Linked DNA regions of Rattus norvegicus: region 2 is linked to region 1. A link is a contact called in public Hi-C data. All regions are on one chromosome and are shown on one strand. The core of a region is the stretch at or near the end of the contact, and the rest is flanking DNA. Distances in the headings are between cores, read along the strand shown.

Region 1 (5,973 bases), core at 2,567-5,066:
TGTGTAGAGTGGCTGCTGCCAAGCCCGGAGACCCGAGTTCCAGCCCTAGGATCCACATAGCAGAGGAAGAGAAGCAATGCAAGTTGTTCTCTCACCACACACGCGTGCCCATGCACACGTGAGCGCATGCAGTGACTCAGGTCTTTACGAGGGTAGTAAACGTTCTTAACTGTTGAGCTGCTGCTCCGGCCCTGAGAGTGTATTTTAGAACTGCAGCTCTCCCCCAGTGCTTTCTGGTGAGCTTAATGCAGTCCCTGGAATAGATTGTAGCATGGGCCAGACCGTCACAAGCAAACAAACGTCTCGCACAAAAATCATCATGATCTCAAGATACTGTCAGAGTTGTTAGAACTCGATTTTATAAATGTTTAATAATGCAAAGGGGGTGGGTGGGCTGCTACACTCTAGGGGGAAGACTCCAAAGCCTGTCAAATGTTCCAGTGGATCCCTCACTGCCATAAATTAAGCAACGAAGCCAAACAGACGTTTACAAGTTCATGTCCAAGGGGAGTCGAGGAGCTAAGAAGTGAGAGCGTACAAGAAGGGCCTGATTGTCCCGTGTCCCTAGCTTTGCGTCTCCATCGAAATGCCTGCGCTGCCAAAGCCTGTGCCTCCTTGAAAAGAGTTGATGGCAACCTGAGGCCAGTGACACCTTGGCTTTAAACAGTTTGGGAAAACCCTGCTCATTGCTGAGACCAAAAATTTTGACTGCAGATAAGCCCCAGCCGGAACGTGGGGAGGCCCTGTGTGCCGGCCGCAGCCGCCGCATCCTGAGCGTCTGCCACTAGGCGGCATTGCGTCTCCAAACTGCACACAGCTCGGTGTGCATTAAAGATCTGATGGGGCTTGTATTCCATTAGGGGGAAATCAATATTGTTGAACTGAACTCAAAGGTATGAGCAAAGAATAAAGGGTTGTTCAAATAAACGGGAGATAGCGATGACCGTTGGTTCCCATACACAGACGCGGAAGTGTGGAAGCATGAGACTCTGCATCCTTCTGTGCGCCCCTTCCTTTCCCCTGGCTTTGGGAAGGGATGGGAGATATGAGGGGATTAAAGACCGAGAGCATCAAGATGCCGCCCCGCCTTCTGTGAACTGCCCCTTGTCCCGAGGGATGCGCAGGCCCCAAGGGGCTGGTGCTGGGGGCAGGGATGAGCTAAACCAGCTGGAAATGTGCCTCCAAGCAACTCACGTGCTGACCTGGAGCAGGAAAGGTGTGCAAGGCGGGGAACATGGAAGGAAGTGCAAACAGCATGGGGTGGAGTGTGAGGTGACAGAAAACAAAGCCTGCCTGTGGGTGGCAAGCAGCTTCTCCTAGTGCCTACTGAGCTCCGCTTCTGAGGACTATTCACAGCTCAGGGAGACCTGGGAGGACAGACAGACCGTGGGACAAAGACAGGATGCCCCCACCACAATCTGTTCTTGAGTGAGCAGAGTGGGTGAGGTTGGCTGTCAGAATCTGGGGCTCTGAATGAAAGCTTAGTGGAGTTAGGTGGCTCCCTCTGCAGGAGGGAGGAGAGGCAGCCTGCCGGCCTGAAGCCCCTCCTGACCCAGCTGTGAGCCAGCTTCTGCAGTTCAAATTCCTGTCTCTGAGCTGAGGTCCCTGGTCGGTGGGGTCTCCAGTCTCTGCAGTCCTGCAAGCTCTAAAATGTGTGATCCTCCCATATCCCCAGGAAGGTCCCTTTCTCCTCCCAACTTTTTGGCTTTCTGTCCCCGAGCTTACCCATCTCATCGCTGGTTTCACTCACAGAGGCTAGAATCACACAGCCAACTATATCCACCCGGATGATCTGTGTAGAGAGACCCACACACAACATGCCAGCCATGCCCTGGGAACAGTTTGGGAAGGTGGTAGCTAAGGAAAGGCTCTTGTTCCTGGGGAGACCTGAGTGTGGCTCCAGTTACTTGGGGCACCCTAAGCAGCGTGTAACCTCCCTATCCATCAGGTGTAGGGTAGCTGCGGGGTCAAGATGAAGCTGGGAGCTGCAAGGTCCCACCAGCATGAGGTGGTCTCGAGGGGGTGGGGTTCTTAAAGCAGATCCAGCGGGGGTGGGGGAGAATGGCAGACCTCTGATCTGAAATGGCTGCATGTGGCCCTGTCTAAAGAAGCGTTTAATGTTGCTGTGAACTGAGGCTGTTCACATCAACCCACCAGATCGCAGCCCCCAGGGACATCTGCTTTCAGGCTGTCACTCCCTCAGAGGACTTAGGTCAACCCGAGTGCCACACAGCATCCCACTAAGAGCGCCAAGGCTCAGTCCTGTCTATCAGCCCTGCCTTCTGGGTTCCCCCGAATCATTTCACAGGCTCTACACACACAGCACAGCCACACTATCCACGGCCCAGATGCTCTAGAGATGGCTGTAATCTTCTTAATAAAGGCAGGTTAATTAAATACATAACTAAATAGGCAGGGCTTTATAGCCCTTTTACTTATTCATGTAAACAAACCTATAGGTCAGAAATATGCATTTTTTTCAGGTCAGATTCCTAAGACTTGGGTTTTTTTTTTTTGTTTGTTTGTTTTTTGCTTTTTGTTGTTTTTTTTTTTTTTAACTTGGAGAAACAGTTACCGGAATTATTTTTCAATTATGGGTTCATTAGCATGGCCCAGAAATCTAAGGCTGGAATTAATTTTTTTTAAATGCGGAAGAGGAGGAAGAGGAGGAGGAGGTGTCCTGTCACTAAATAGCCTGACACATTGTTGACATTAAGTTTCCAGACTGTGGTTCTATTGGTTGCCAAGGAGTAAAGAGCAATGTCGGCATTCGATCCCAAGACTGGAGTGCGTCTGTTGCTGCTTACATCCTGTAGTTAAAACTGGTTCCTCGATGTGAGACTGCCCGCTACCAGCAGATGCTCATGTGCCCAAGTGAGGCCACGGGAACCTTCTCCCCAATTTAACTGGTCAATAAAAGGCTAGAACCTGTTATTGGGCTGTGGAGAAAGTAAGACTGGACTGGAGGTTTGAGAGGAGGTTCCAGGTGAGGGGAGGGAGGAGGAATCGGCCATGGTTCAGAACCCCATGTCAGGGAGAAATAGCAAGTAACAAGGGGCTTAATGACCAGGTAATAAGCTAGAATAGCCCTAGATCTCCCAATCTAGGCATCTGGCTTATAAATAAAGTACCTGGATTGTGTGTCTTTCATAGGGACATATTAGAACAATAGTTCCAACAATTCAAGACCAGCTTTCTGGACCTTACTCCATCCCTATAAAAGAGGGCTTTCTTGACCACGCCCCGCACTCGCTCTCTCGCTTCTGTCAAGTGCTGCTCTGTTCAACCTTGTGCTCCTTCAGGTCTTGTGCTTGTTTTAAAACACGAGCAAGAATGTTGCTTTCTTCACCCTTTTCTCATTACATCTCAGACACAGTTGATACAAAGTCAATGAGTGAAGGGGCAGGCAGGAATTGTTTGTGTCTCATGAAATGCCCCTGGCAGCGGAGCCACTGCAAAGCCAGCTGCAAGGCGTCCACTTTGTAATCCTTTCCATGATCCCTGTGGCCGGGCACCCATGAGTGAACTGGTCACAGGGTGATTTGTTGGTGGTTCTGGTAAGAGGGGAAAAAAAAAAAAGCAGCTGTCTGCTAGAACAGGACTCTGCAGCTGTATCTGTGATCCTCTGCACGCCTACGGCTGTTGTTTCCTGTCAACTACAGCCTCAGGGGGAAGTCTAGGAATCTGGTCAGATGATTTTGCCTCATTTTTGCCATAGGAAGGACAATTCAATACCAAGACAAACTCCCCCAGTGCCTCAGACATTCAGTTCTGCGGCCACTAAGCCCTCGTGACTCACCAACGAAGCCACATCCACACAGGGAACAGTCTTTTCTGTGCTGTGACATCTTTTTGTCATTTAAGTGATTTGCATTGATAGTAGTAGATTCTGCCTCCAGATCTTTCTGACATTGCTGGGTGATGTCCTAATAAAGATGGGTCAGCACGGTGCCTTCGGTGCACAGGAGGTTCCCTGAGGCTTCACAATCACCGCCCACTGGACACTTTCCCTGGGGTGCCTCTTGCGGTGCACTGAGAGGGCAGATGACTGCTTTATTCAGATAGGAAAGTGCCCAGTGGGTGTTAATCAGCACAGGCTGGGGCTGAAATCACAAATCTAATACAGCTATTCTGCCTGGTTTCAGGGGTGGGGTGCACCTGCTGGAGGACAGGGCAGGATTCTCTCTCTCTCTCTCCCTCCCTCCCTCCCTCCCTCCCTTACTCCCTCCCTCCCCCCAACCCCGTCCATCCCTCCCCTCCCCCCACCATGCACATAAGCACAGTGCTGTTGACCCACCCATTCTGTGCTTTTATGGTCACCCAAATTCTCTTCCTTTGTCAGAACCCATCCTGGTAACAGCTTGAGCAGTGCAGCAGTCATGCTATGAAATGACTTGCAAACCACAGACACAAATATTTGGGCCAAGAATGTGGAATCCACTGCTGTCACATTCCATTATTTCTGGTGGAGCAATTCACTAACATTTTGGAATCTAGATCATAAATTATGCAGAGCCTCAGCAAAAGAGCTGAGAACACAAACTGCTGTAATAAAACTCCTGTTACTGGAGTCGTAAAAAGAGAACAAAGAAAAGGCAAAGAAGAAAAGCAGTGTAGGACTTCCATGCCTCCCTCTGTCTACCTCTCTTAACCATCCACAGAACAGCCATCACTGGGGCACACCGGCATTCATTCAAACACTGTCATTCTAGAGTCCCCACAACACAGCAGGCCTTCTGGAGGATGCTGGAATGTTGTACATACACCTGAACGTCTGCCCATGCCTGGTACTAGGTTGTGGGTGTGTGGGGGTCACTGGCCTCTGGGTTCATTGTGTTGGGAGGTGTCACAGCTATCAGTAAAGAAGCTCTGTTTTGCAAGTGGCCTCCCAAGGAACAGACAATAGCAGAGTCTCCTGTCTCCCAGCCCACTGAGCTTGGTCTCCCAGAAGAAAGACCCCTAAGAATGGGGGTAGAGGGTAGATAGACAAATGGACAAAATGACCAGTGGCGGACAGGTCAGTGTGTATGGTCACAAAGGTCAGAGTGGCCATTTCACCAAAATCCCTTATGAATATCAGAAAGCTGGGCCACTTTGAGGGCACAGGCCTCCTTGTCAGTTACAGCAGGGCTGGAAAGCACTGCTTTTCCTGTCCCCGCAGGGAATCTATCACTTGGCAACCATTCAGAACGTTAAGGCACACCGCAGGTAAGCCAGGCCGAACTGTGGGGGGGTTGTGGGGGGGGTCTCCCGGGCTTCAAGGCAGGGAATGTGGAAGACACTCGGCAGATGCACTGATGCTCCTGAGCTTGTTGCAAAACGTGTTTAGAAGCAAACAAAACAAGATCACACAGAAGGTCCGGAATGTTGAGACAGGGGGAAAAAGGACTCGTGGTTTAAGCCATATAAGGGAAGAAAGTTATTTTTTTCACTAGCCTGGAAAGAAACTTGTAGCAAATCCAGGACATAAAAGGAGCTGGGTTCTCTCATCTGGCTAGGCCAAAATGGTCAAGTTCTTCTATTGGGGTTTTGTTGTTGGTTTTGTTTTGTTTTACAAAGAACTACTCTGAATACCGCCCCTCCCCAAAGCCTTGGCATCACCTGGGAACCAAGTGAAGGGCCAGATAAGGGAGAAACCTGGTGGCTCAAGCTCACTTCCAGAATGGGAGGTCTCACTCAGTCCTTGCCACATTTGCTGAGCCTGCACTGGGGGTCTACCCGCACGCCCACCCAGAGCTCCTTAACCTTGTTTCACATCTGATGTGACTCTCCCCAGACCACACAGCTCCATGCTACAATTCAAACCGGGGCAGGTCTGGAGCCAAGACCCAGGTTTTCTGTCCCTGGCTGCCTCCCACCCCTCCCCTCTACACCCCTCCCCTCCCCTCCCCTATCCGTACCCTACCCCTGCCACACTCCCACCCAGGCCTAATTGTAGAAATGATTTCAGATTTTTTCAGTAAGGTGCTCTGA
Region 2 (5,973 bases), core at 1,527-4,026, 230 kb after region 1:
AACTGAACAGATGTAGACCAACCAGGGGTGCCTGGCATACAGCAGGTGCCTTAAAAAATGTTGCGTGCTACATGAATGATGTAAGATATCATTTCAGCCACGAGACCTGGGCAACCATTCAGAATCCTGCATTTTTAATTAAAAAACTAATTGGAGTGTGGTTAGTGAAGAAAAACCTGTTCATATTTAATATATAAAATGTGTTGGGTCTGGAGATAATAAGCAGTCTGCAGACTCCTATGCATCTTGCTTTTGGGGAAACTGCTAAACTCTCAGCGAGAGATCTGTTATGTTTGGAAGGTCCACTGAGACTCATCCTGGTGTGCTTGGTGTGGCTTGATGTGCTGTGGCCATGATCAATCACGTTGGAAGCCTCCTTTGTAAGAAGATGATCTGACACTAATAGAATACTGCATACTCACACACTCATAAACTTTGTCTTGGTGTTTAATCCATCAAATTAATAGTGGGAAGAATTCCCCTTCAGTCAATGAACCCTCAGCTCCACATTCAGCTAGAAACAAAGAAATCCAGAAATGATAGTGAACCTAGAAACCCAGAATTCAAAAAAGCCCAAACTAGTAGTGACGGACAAGACTGCAAGATACCAAACCACCAATCAGCCTTAGCGGTTAGATGGGAAGGTGGCTGGCAGTACAAATCTGTGGGTGCTCTCCCTAGCTCTGTTCAGGTCACAGTATGCTACCACTCTTCAAGTGGGGTGTGGATATTCTTTATGGATCAATTTGGTAAAACACCTGACATGTAGCTGTACCACTACAAATGTGTTAACAGAGGCAGGCAGAAACCATGGCAATGGTATGATCACTTGAGTATTCTGGCAGGACTGAGAAAATTCAGAGTCTGCTAAAGGGTTGGTGGTGCCTACTGGAGTTGAATAGCATCTTTCCCAAGGTAGCTTTCACTTTCAGTGTACAAGAATTGCTCTCAAGCACCAACGAATAACGACACAGACTCGGACAGCTCGGCTTCTATGAGCTCTCCAGATTGATATCTGAATCCTTACACCATGATGCCTTGTGACTGAATACAGAAAATAAACAGAGTCTCTGGTATAGCCATCTAAGCATCGCAGTGAGTAAATACCGCAGTGAATCCTAACACTTGAAACAGAATCTTCCAGAGTCCAGAAATCCACCTAGCTGCCAAGAATAATACTTCCTTGGTTCAGGCAATACCGGTACCCAGAGGGGTTTTCAGTGACATAACCATATGAGTTACTACATGTTGGGTAAAATAGGAAAAGCAGGCATTTGTGATGTACAGTTTGTAGAGATCTCTAAACTACTCACGGAGATTACACAAACGTAGAAGATTCTAGGACTATGCAGCATCTGTTTAAGATGTTTGATTATATGGGGTTTTCGTGTGTTCTCATGGGGGTGGGGGTGGGGAGTTCACAAACCTCTTATACCAATCTAGTTGAACGGAGCCCTTTGATAAGAACCTAACAAATATGTGAGTGATTTTGCCTTTGGGCTGAGGTAGAAACAACTGCCACTGGATAAAATCGAATCAATTGGATACCAAAGAAAACCTTTGCATTCGTGGGGCCATAATGAAGCCCGGTCTGCTCGGCTCCCTGGCAGTCAAACCAGCGCCGTGTCGTCTCAGTACTTCACACATGATTTCTATTTCAGCTCTGATGTCAAACTCGACATCACACATCATGGCACAAAGAAAGAACCAGTTTAGCTACTTGAGTGAAACACCAGACAGCTGCTAGCAGAGACAGGTCACGGCTGGGGAGGGGCACGGCACATTCAGTTCGCTGTGTTTTCCTTCGGAAGAATGTCAATAAAAACCATGGCCAAATGAGGTATTGAAGGGAAAGTCCCGCTATGCTGTAAACCGCTGTGTTAACCTAAGAGTGGCAGTCAGGCAAGTTTGCAAAGGGGAACCCTGGCCAAACACACAGCTGCCAAGAACTTGAAGAAAGCTGTCTTTCTCCCTCTGTGTCCCAAGGAAGGGACCGGTCCCACATTTAGAAACGTTATTTCGGGGACCAATAGCAATTTATTTTGATAGAACCACTAGATGTTTTTTCCTCCGGTTCTCAACAAAGGAGCCATATTAGGAAATAATCTTGCAAAAAGCAAAGTACCCCCTCCCCCTTGCCCACGATCGATGCACACACCACGCGGCGCACAATGGCCGGCGCGCCCGCACTCGCCCACGCGGCCGCGGGTCCCCGCAGCCGCCCCGCCGCAGCCCTGGCGCCAGAGGCCGGGCGGTCGCGGGGAGCTGCTCCGCGCTCGCTCCGGGGCTGCCCGCCCCCCAGCGGGGCCCAGGGGAAGCGGCTGCCAGCGGCCCGGACGCCGGTCCCCGAGGGGCAGGGGGCGCTCCGACGCCCACCTGCGGGCCTAGCGGGGCGGGCGAGCCGCTGCTCCGGGCCAGCACGCGGGGCTGAGGCTCAGCTGTCACCCCGCCGGGCCTCGCGCCCCCGGAGGCGAGAACTTGGCGGGCGGTGGGCGCACGGACCCAGATGGCCTCGGGGTCCCACGGGGCCCCCTCCCCGCCAGCCCCACCGCTGCCGTCGGCGCACTCACCTTCTTCCGGGGCTGCCATTTCATCATATTTGTACAGCCGACCCGGGACGCATCAAGAGGTGGGCTGGGGACTGGGGGCAGACGCAGGGCGGCGGCGACTGCAAGTCATGCTGCCTCCTTGAACCCCCTCGTTCTTTCCCGGATAGGATAGGACGGACAGTCTTCGTCTTCGGTTCAGCGCGAAGTACCGCGGCCACCACACTCACTCTCCCTCGGGGCTAGGACGTCCCGGCGGCCAACGGCGCGCCCGGGCCGGAACGGGGCATGTTCCCTGACCCGCGCCTGCGAAAAGGCTCCAGGAAGGAGCTCTCCGATGGGCCGCAGACCCCTCAGAGCAGAGACCAACAGCAGAAGCTACCACAGAAACCTGGCCGGGCTCCTGCCATCCAAGCCCCTCTTGGCGAATTCTCCTCTTCTCAAAAAAAGAAAAAGATTAGACAAGCAATCAAACCCTCACACGCAGCCTGGAGCAATTCCCAAAATTCTGGGTGTATTTCTCGTTTGTAAAAATTTAGCAAAGAAAATTCCAAAGATCTGTAATCAGAGCTTCTTTGCGCAGTTTTCTGCTTCTTAGACAACTTGGGATCGGATCTGCCCATCCGAAATGTCCACCTTCCCTGAACACAGTCAGTAGGAAAACTTGGTTTGTGTGTTTAGAACCTACGTGGGGAAAGGCTGGAAGGAAATCCTGCAAGACCCTAACTCCACGGCTCAGTCTGCACTAATGACTTCCTTCCCTTCGGTGTGAGCACAGCCAGCCCAGTTCCAGCCACACAGAGCACAGAGTTTCTGGGTCTTAGTGCCACGACATCTACCACACAGCAAAAAAGTGAAGCTACAGTTCCATAGGCGTCCACAGGCCGGCTCGGAAACCTCTCAAGAATTCTTATATTTGGGTGAGCTACACGGAGAAATAAAAGGGGCAAGAGTCCAAATCAAACTTGCACAGAGGGGCTGGAGAGATGGCGGCGGGGCTAACTGTACAGAGGACCTGTTCCCAGAGGCCACGCCACTTCCTGGGGATCTGACCTCCACTGACTCCTGCATATGACTGTGCACCTAAACTCATACAAGCAAATGCACTTAAAACGTAAATAAAATAAATAATAAATGATTTTTTAAAAAGCTATAAAAATTCTGATTTAAAGAAAAGATTTGAGATCTCGAACAAGAAAAATTAATCAGAAACTTTACCACAAATAAACTTAAATATAGATTTTATTCCTTCTCTAAATTAAATTGCTTTTAAAGATTAACAGAGTCTCACTATATAGGTAACTTGTGATGTCAATCCATCCATCCTTCCACTTCAGCCTGCTGACAGACTGAGTAGCATTAATTGTACTACTATAAAATACTGCAGCCTGGCATTAGTGGCACACGCCTTTAATCCCCAGCACGAGGGAGGCAGAAGCAGAAGGATGTCAGAGTTTAAGGCCAGCCAGGGCTACAGAGTGAGTTCCAGGATAGCCAGGGCTACATAGAGAAACCCTGTCTCAAAAAAACCTATCTTGAAAAGCCAAATAGATGGACGGATGGATGGATGGATGGATGGATGGATAGATAGATAGATAGATAGATAGATAGATAGATAGATAGATGGCAGATAGATGATAGATAGATAGATAGATAGATAAATAGATGAGATGATAAACAGATATAGATGGACTGTTTTATTCCTCTTTGTGTAATAATTCCATCTTATAGATGATTGATCTATGAGTACAAAATACTATATAATACTATTATCATTTATTATCCAACATACCTATCACCTGCCATTCCACCCTAAGGCTATTTCGGGAGATGCTGATATAACTGGCACTAGAGGTGCACACACTATTAACTGCATCCAACATTCCTATGCACTATCAGAACTAGCTTATGCAGGAAATCTGATGCAGGCACGGGTGTCACTCACTGAAACACACAAAACAATTGAGAGTCGACATCAGTGGCCACACAGATCTCTCTCACTCCACCTTTCACACGAGGTTAGCTGCTCAACTGAAACACACACAGAGCTTGAGGACTGGAAGTCAGACCTACAGGACCTGACTCCCGAGCCTGGGTCATGACACACTGAACCCCACAGCTACATGCCTCATAGCCCTGCCCTGTCCTTGTACATGGGGTGGTGAGGGAATGAAGAAAAGACAGATAGACGGACACCTGGGATCAGATGGTCTGGAATCTCTAATGGAGAAACCTCAGCACCCTGGAAGTTCAGCATGTTTAGTATCTGGAGTTGAACAGAGGTGAGGTTACTGCATTCAGATGAACAAGGAGGGGAGGTTACTATAGAGGAGCAAGGAGGCAGGATCTATGGTGTGCACGGGACCAAGGAGACACAGCTAGCAATGTTGTTGGAGCAGTCTTTGCAGGGAGCAGTCTTCAAGCCTTAACTAGCCAGAGGAGAAAGCTTTTGTGGAAAGCTTTTCTGTACACACCATCAACACTTGAACTCAAGTCTCCCTGAGAAGGCTTTGCCAACTCTCTGACCCTGAGACCGTGTGCCCTTTGACAAGGCTGTGCCCATGTCAAAGCACACATTCACTCACTCAGGGATCTCTCTGTCCTCTGCATACCCCTCGTCATCACTGTACCTCCTGTCAACCCCTTTCTGGGTGCTCCAAATATGAGGAAGAGGCTGCTCCAAGTCATGACTTCAGCTACAGAGAAAGCCAGCATTCTCAGTGCACTGTGAAATACGTAACTTGTTCTGGCAACTCTGTATCCGTATTCCACTGGAACTAAAAATTCCCTACTGACTTTCCTAGAGTCAGCTCTCTTCCCAACAGCCCTAGCTTCTGTCCATGACATCACTATGTTCCCAAGATCACAGACTCCTGCCACAATGTTCCCCACATCTAATCTATGAGCTCTTGTAACTCCTTCCTAGACAACACGTTTGAATTCTTCTTGCTGATGCCTGTGAGTTCCAGGCCAGTTGGGTTCCAACAGGAGACACCCATCAAAATCAAAACAAAACAAGAATGAATGGAGAATAGAAAAGGATGGTGAATGAGTGAGACTCCATTCTACTTCCTACGGAAGACAAGGCAGTTTGTTCTTGGAACCAAAATCAGAGTGTACTGTATAGAAGACAAATCACTGAAAAAATTAACAGTAAGAAAGGACACAGCTGAAGCAGAATATCTCTCTCTCTCTCTCTCTCTCTCTCTCTCTCTCTCTGTCTCTATGTCTCTATGTCTCTCTGTGTGTGTCTGTCTCTATGTCTGTCTCTCTGTGTGTGTGTGTATGTGTGTGTGTGTGTGTGTGTGTGTGTGTGTGAGAGAGAGAGAGAGAGAGAGAGAGAGAGAGAGAGAGAGAGAGAGAGAGGCAGGCAGACAGACACAGAGACAGAGAGAGAGAATGATGGGGTTCCAGGCTGACCTTTAAT

The links. Hi-C and Micro-C count contacts between places; a contact is called where the count stands out from the background.
Region 2: a Hi-C map of Schwann cells shows a contact between it and region 1, with 4 times the contacts expected there. The contact joins two enhancer-like sites. A contact is called at or near these places in 8 of 12 Hi-C or Micro-C datasets (the A7r5 cell line, the Rat2 cell line, Schwann cells and 5 more).

What each region holds. Positions count from the first base shown.
Region 1 is chr12:51,088,230-51,094,202 of GRCr8, forward strand. All of the region lies in intron 5 of Ttc28 (tetratricopeptide repeat domain 28), which reads right to left. Among named protein-coding and RNA genes, the nearest start is that of Pitpnb, 130 kb to the left of the region's middle. Within about 2 kb of position 3,817, at least 12 of the 93 cell types and tissues checked have an H3K27ac peak or open chromatin away from gene starts, as enhancers often do. A contact at or near this core is called in the A7r5 cell line and Schwann cells, where this site is marked.
Region 2 is chr12:51,315,120-51,321,092 of GRCr8, forward strand. All of the region lies in intron 1 of Ttc28 (tetratricopeptide repeat domain 28), which reads right to left. Among named protein-coding and RNA genes, the nearest start is that of Ttc28, 130 kb to the right of the region's middle. Within about 2 kb of position 2,777, at least 64 of the 93 cell types and tissues checked have an H3K27ac peak or open chromatin away from gene starts, as enhancers often do. A contact at or near this core is called in the A7r5 cell line and Schwann cells, where this site is marked.